2 separate regions of the Ovis canadensis genome follow, and region 2 is linked to region 1. A link is a contact called in public Hi-C data. All regions are on one chromosome and are shown on one strand. Each heading gives the region's core, a stretch centred on a gene start, on an enhancer-like site or on the middle of the called end of the contact. The rest is flanking DNA. Distances are from core to core; before and after follow the strand shown. Region 1 has its middle 32 kb from the start of MRPS18A. Region 2 holds the start of VEGFA (vascular endothelial growth factor A).

What was found. A called contact is a pair of places that touch in the nucleus more often than the background predicts.
Region 2: a contact with region 1 is called in a Hi-C map of fibroblasts, with 5 times the contacts expected there. The contact joins the promoter of VEGFA here to the enhancer-like site in region 1. A contact is called at or near these places in 2 of 2 Hi-C or Micro-C datasets (fibroblasts and lung).

What each region holds. Positions count from the first base shown.
Region 1 is chr20:32,289,957-32,292,802 of ARS-UI_OviCan_v2, reverse strand. No RefSeq gene overlaps it. Among named protein-coding and RNA genes, the nearest start is that of MRPS18A, 32 kb to the right of the region's middle. Within about 2 kb of position 1,427, the one cell type or tissue checked has open chromatin away from gene starts, as enhancers often do. A contact at or near this core is called in fibroblasts, where this site is marked.
Region 2 is chr20:32,345,076-32,347,921 of ARS-UI_OviCan_v2, reverse strand. It overlaps VEGFA (vascular endothelial growth factor A), which reads right to left and starts at 1,484. Exons shown (of 8, transcript XM_069564604.1): 1 at 359-1,484. The coding sequence starts at 424.

The sequences.
Region 1 (2,846 bases), core at 178-2,677:
CCCCCCTCCCCACCCTGCTCCTCCCACGTCCTGAAATCTCCTGTTCTTAGTGCCCCTCTAGGGCCCTTGGCTTCCCCTCCCAGGGCCCCTCTGAACCCTTGAGCTATTGCCCATTTTTCTGACACGGTCCTCTCTTTAGGTGAGCCGGATTGAAAATGATGCAACCCAGCCCCTAACAGGTCTTGGAACCTTTCACTACTAATTGAAACATAGTAACAATAGCAACAAAAACCAGGGAGGGGCCCAGTATAATGAGCCTGGATTTTAGGGTCTAATAGGTCTGGGTTCATGTTGACCCATGTGACCCTGGACGGTCATTCAGCCTCTCTGATCCTCAACTTCTGCTCATAAAAATGGGGGTACTCATAGTTAATTTCCAGGTTGCAAGGGTAAAATGGCACAGCTTCTGAAACAAGGTAGGTGTTTTCTGAATGGTAAAAATGTACTACATGCCAGGCACCACGTCAAGTGTTTTGCATAGATTAACTTATTCAACTCTAATAATAGCTCCATGAAACAGAAACCATTGCATGGCCAAGAGAGCTGAGCAGTGTGCCTTGGGTTCCCTAGCTGGTAAGTGGCTGAATTGGGATTCAATTCCAAGTGCTTAGAATTCAGCCCCTGATCTCTGCCTCCACCACTGGCAGTATAGCCAAGGTCGATAGTATCAGGATTAATATTAGTAGAGAAAAAGTGTGCTTATGTAAATTTTGGAAGGGAAAGTGTATCAAGAGTATAGTTTTAATCTTATTTGGGCTTCATTTTAAAACTTTTTTTAAAGCCTCAGTTATTATATGGATTTGTTAGCTTTGGGGAAGAGATGCAAATTTGGGACCAGCCCTAGAGGCTCCATGTTTGCGTGACTGGCATTGGTCGTCATCTCCAGAGCCTTGCTGGAGATGAACCATAGCACCAGAGCCCATGCTTCATCGTCAGTCTCGACCCAAAGATGTCACTATTCCTAGTTACCTGTCACCACATAACCAGCATTTATTGGAAACTTTTCCCGAAATAGGATAGAACCGCTCATTTGTCTCTTCCAAGTCATTTAAGCTTAGTGATATAAATGAAGTAATAATCAGGGATTTCGCTGGTGACTCAGTGGTTAAGACTCTGAGCTCACAGTGCAGGAGCCATGGGTTTGATCCCTGATCAGAGAACTAAGATCCTGCATGCCGCATGGTACAGCCTAAAAACAAAATAAAGTAACAGTTGGATGTTAATTAAAAAAAGTTTTAAAGGCATAGTAAGCAGCTGGGCCACAGGGGTTTTCCCTGCAGGTGCAGCACAGAAGTCTTCCTTGCCCTGCTCACATGGATTTGCATGAAGCTCTTGAGTAGGGATCTGCCCAGCTGCCTTGGCAGTCCTGAAGTCTGGGACACAGAGGCCAGCTCCTCCCAGCCTCCAGCCCCTGCAGGAGGCTCCTTCGGCTCTCTCGTGCCCTGGCACATCTGGAAGCTGTTAGCCTCCATCCCTTCTCGCACCTCCCCCTCCCTGCTCCAGCTGTTCTTGGTGGCTAATTCTGGGAAAGACCCCCTCAGCCACGGATGCCTGCAGAGTGGGCGGTGGGGGAGGGGGGCCTCCCCACCGTGTGGGTGAGGTGGGAGGGAGGTGGGCAGGCTGCAAAGGGTGCATGTGTGTCACCCAGAAGAGCTGGTCTCCTCCTCCCTCAACCGTGCAGACAGTCTGCCTGCCCTCGGGGTTACTAGGGGTTGAGTAATGAGGAGGAAAGAGAGAGGGAGGAGGCAGGGGAGAGTGTGGAGGGAGACCGGGGACAGAGACGGAGAGAATGTTTCTACTGGAAGAAATCTGCAAAAAGTCATCCGATATTGTCTATCCCCCTGTTGCCTGGAGGTCATGACAGCAACCACATCGTGTAGCGGACAGAGGGCAGCCTTTGTGGTTGAGCAGAGCTGGGTCACAATCCTGGCTCCTTCACTGTTGGTCCATGTGACTTTTGAGCAAGGTCCTTACCCTCACCAGGTCTAAGCAGCCCCAGCTGTGCAATGGGACGATGGCACTGCCCTCGCCAGAGGGTTCACTGGTTTGGTTTACACCCAAGATCACTGCCTGCCCCCTCTCTAAGAACCACAGGAAACTGCATGGGATGCCTTCCCCTGACTCCACACCCTGCCCCACTTTCTGGTCTCACTCACTGTGGCTTCATCCAGTTCACTCACTCCCCCACCTTGCCTGGACCCACTATGAAAGCCAGGCCCTGCCCAGATGGAGCCTGACCCTCCTTCCACTCTGCCCAGTTCTGCCCTCCTCACTTTCTAAACTTGCTGAAGACCTTCTGCCGAGGGAGACTGCCCCCAAATCTCCCTCTATCCCATAGTAAATGTGACCGTGGGGAGGTTATTGAACATCTCTGAGACTCAGTTGTCCTAGGGGTTAAAAATCAGCACCGCTGCAAAGATACGACATGTCATCATCACAGAAATTCTGGAAACTATGGTTTCTTCGCCATCGTTCTATAGATATGGAGAGGACACATGCTGACATTCATTAAACCCCTGCCACACAACAAGCCATGTGCTGTGCCTGGAAGAAAAGCTGAGGAAATTCTGGATTCTTCTCTTAAAAGATGTGGGCTTGAAAAGGCCAAGGACAGGTTAATATCTCCTGTGGGTGCTGCTGCGTAAGGACCGTGTCCCCAGGCCACAGCACAGCCTGCCCTGCCTGTTGTCATCCTGGCTGGGACACTCAGAGCTGCTCAGTCCCAAGCCAAGAAACTGATCCGAGCACCTGCAGTTGGATGGCCCTACACCCACCCTTTCCTGCTGGTCGACAAGCTCCAGTCCCCCTGGAACAATGAAATCACATCCCCTCACCCCCACCCCTGG
Region 2 (2,846 bases), core at 235-2,734, 55 kb before region 1:
CCCTGCCCGCCAGGGCTCCAGCTCCCGCCCCAGCTGCCCAGACTTCCAGTTCGTCGGGAACCAGCGGCCGGGAGCAAACTTCAGCCGCCGGCGGCAGCGCAAGCCCAGCCCCCTCAGCCGCCTCCTCCGGCTCCCGCCCTCCGCTGGTCGGCCCAGATCGTACGTGCGGTGACTCCGGTGGGTGGGCAGGGCCCGCGTGGGCGGTGAGACTCTATCCCGGTGCCCTCCCACCTAGCGCGCGCCCCCTCCCCCTACACCTACGAAGATAGAGGGGAAGCCGCGAGCCCGGTGCCCAAGGACCCGCGTGGGGCACGGAGTCCCCCACGCGCGCGCTCTCACGCACGTCCCCAGCCCTTACCTTGGCATGGTGAAGGTAGAGCAGCAAGGCAAGGCTCCAATGCACCCAAGAGAGCAAAAAGTTCATGGTTTCGGAGGCCCGGCCGGGGCCGGCGCGGCTCGCGCTCCCTCTCCGGCTCGGGCTGCGGGGCGGCCCGCTCTCCTCGGCGCCCAGGCGGGCTCCTCTTCCTCCCGGAGCCGAGGCCCGGGCCAGGGCCTGGGGCGCGCGCGCGGCTGGAGCACTGTCTGTGCACACAGCCGCCTCACCCGTCCATGAGCCCGGCTTCCGAGAGCCGAGTCGCCACCGCGGCCCCTTCTCCTCTTCCTTCTCTTCTTCCTCCTCCCCCTCCTCCGACTGCGGCTCCTCCCGGCCCGAGCGAGCACTTCTCCCGGTGCCGCTCGGCTCGGCTGCCCCGGCACGGACCACGGCTCCTCCGGAACGAGAACAGCCCAGAAGTTGGACGAAAAGTTTCAGGGCAACGTCGCGAGCCCCGACCCCCTCCACCCCGCCTCCGGGCGCGGGCTCCGGCTGCTGCCCGCGGCTCGCCGCCGCGTCCACCGTCGGCCGCCGGCCGGGGAGGAGGTGGGCGCTGGGGCAGGGGGCGGTGTCTGTCTGTCTGTCCGTCAGCGCTGCTGGTCCGACGCGGGATCCCGAGGGGGAGGGCTCACGCTGCGCTCTGGCGGTCACCCCCAAAAAACAGGTCACTCACTTTGCCCCTGTCCCTCTCGTGTCTCGCTCGTCAGCGCGCGCTCTCTGACCCGGTCTCTCTCTCTCCTTCACTTCTCTTTGGAGCTCTTGCTACCCTCTTTCTTCTCTGCCCGTTTCCAGAATCCGAAGTGATTTTGGGGGGGAGTAAAAGAGCAATCTCCCCAAACGGTCGGCCCGATTTAGTGGGGAATGGGAAGCAAAAATAAATTAAAACGGAAAAGAATACGGTTAAAAAAAAATGTTTCAGAAAAAAAGGAGGAGGGTAAACCCTGGATAAATGAATATCAAATTCCAGTGCGGAGACCCCTGGCCGGTGACCCCGCCGGTCCGTCCGCCTCTTCGATGCGTCTCCCGACCGAGCGCCGCTGCCGCCGGCTCCACTCGCCCCCCAACGCCGCAGCCTCGTCGCAGCCCGGCTGCCCCAAGCCTCTGCGCTCCTCACCGCTACGAGCAGACTAAAAAGAAGGCAGGCCCCGCCCCCTGGGCGTGTCGGGGCGGGGCCAGACCCAGCCTCAGCTCCTGGGTCCGTCCCCTCTGTGCCTCTGGCTACTACCTTCCCTGGGGACACCGACCGAAGCCCGGGCCCCCACCCACCCCAGCAAAGGGAGTGCTCGATCCCCACCAAGGCGCACAGCCTGAACATTACCTATCGGCCCCCTCTGCCGGGAGACACACACGCCCGCGCGGTATTTGCGGGGCGGGTACAGGAAAGTGAGGTTATGTGCGGTCAGGGCTCCAGAGCTATTCCCTTCTCTATGCTGGGAATATTGGAGGGGGCAGGGGTTTGAGGGAGTCGGACAGGGACGGGTGGAAAGAGAGACACACAGATCCGTTGGAATCCTGGGGTGACCCCTGCCTTCTCCACCCCCCGCCAAACACTCTCAACTACCCGCCCCCCCCAACACACATAGTCACAGGCGTCCTCACTCACGCAGACGCTGCATCCCAAGTTCACCCAGCTTCCCTGTGGTGGCTGAGCGCCCCCTAGTGACTATCGGATGCACACCCCATCTCAAGTTCAAGAGGCCTCAAGAAGAGGGTTGAGGGAGATTACCCCTGACACATCCCCCTCCACCCCCCGTTTCTGACCTCTCAAACAGTGGCACGTCTGGGACTCGAGTGGTCCCACGTGCACAAAGCCCAGTGCTGGGCACAGAGGGCATGATGTATCCATCCGGACTCTGTGCTCATCTCCCGGCCTCATCTGGCCGGCTGACATCAGAGTTAGCTGCAGCCAACAGGCTGGGGTGACTGGGGTCCTTTGGGAAGTGTTCAGGGAGGCTCCCCTGGGGGGAAGTATTTGGCACTATGTTTGTGGGGCTGAGAACAAGAAGCCATGTGGTTCTGGGGTTAGTCAATGGCCCAGAGAGAAGAGGACCTGTTGGAGCCCACGTATGCACTGTGGAGTCTGGCAGAGCCCAAAGGGAGAGGCAGCTGGGCAGACAGAGGCCCTTGTTTCTGCTTCTCCACCCCCCTCCCCCAGATGTTGCCAGGGAACTGAGGCCAGGGGGCTGGTGGGGGCGGTTGGAGGCCAGGGCTCGAGTGATGATTCAAACCTACTCACCAGCACTAAGGAACGTCAGTAGGCCAGCTGCCCAGAGCTCCCACCAGGCCGGAGGCCAAGGCTTCTATCAGTCCCAGTCCAGGCTCACAGCTCATCATCTGAACAGAACTGGGGCATTCTCCTCAGCAGCCCCCAGACCTTCAGGAGTCATTGCCTACTTCTTGCAGCTAGCAGCCTCTCCTCCCTTTTCCCCAAGTCCCCTCTGTTTCTTCAAAGCTCACCTCTTCCCCAACTCCC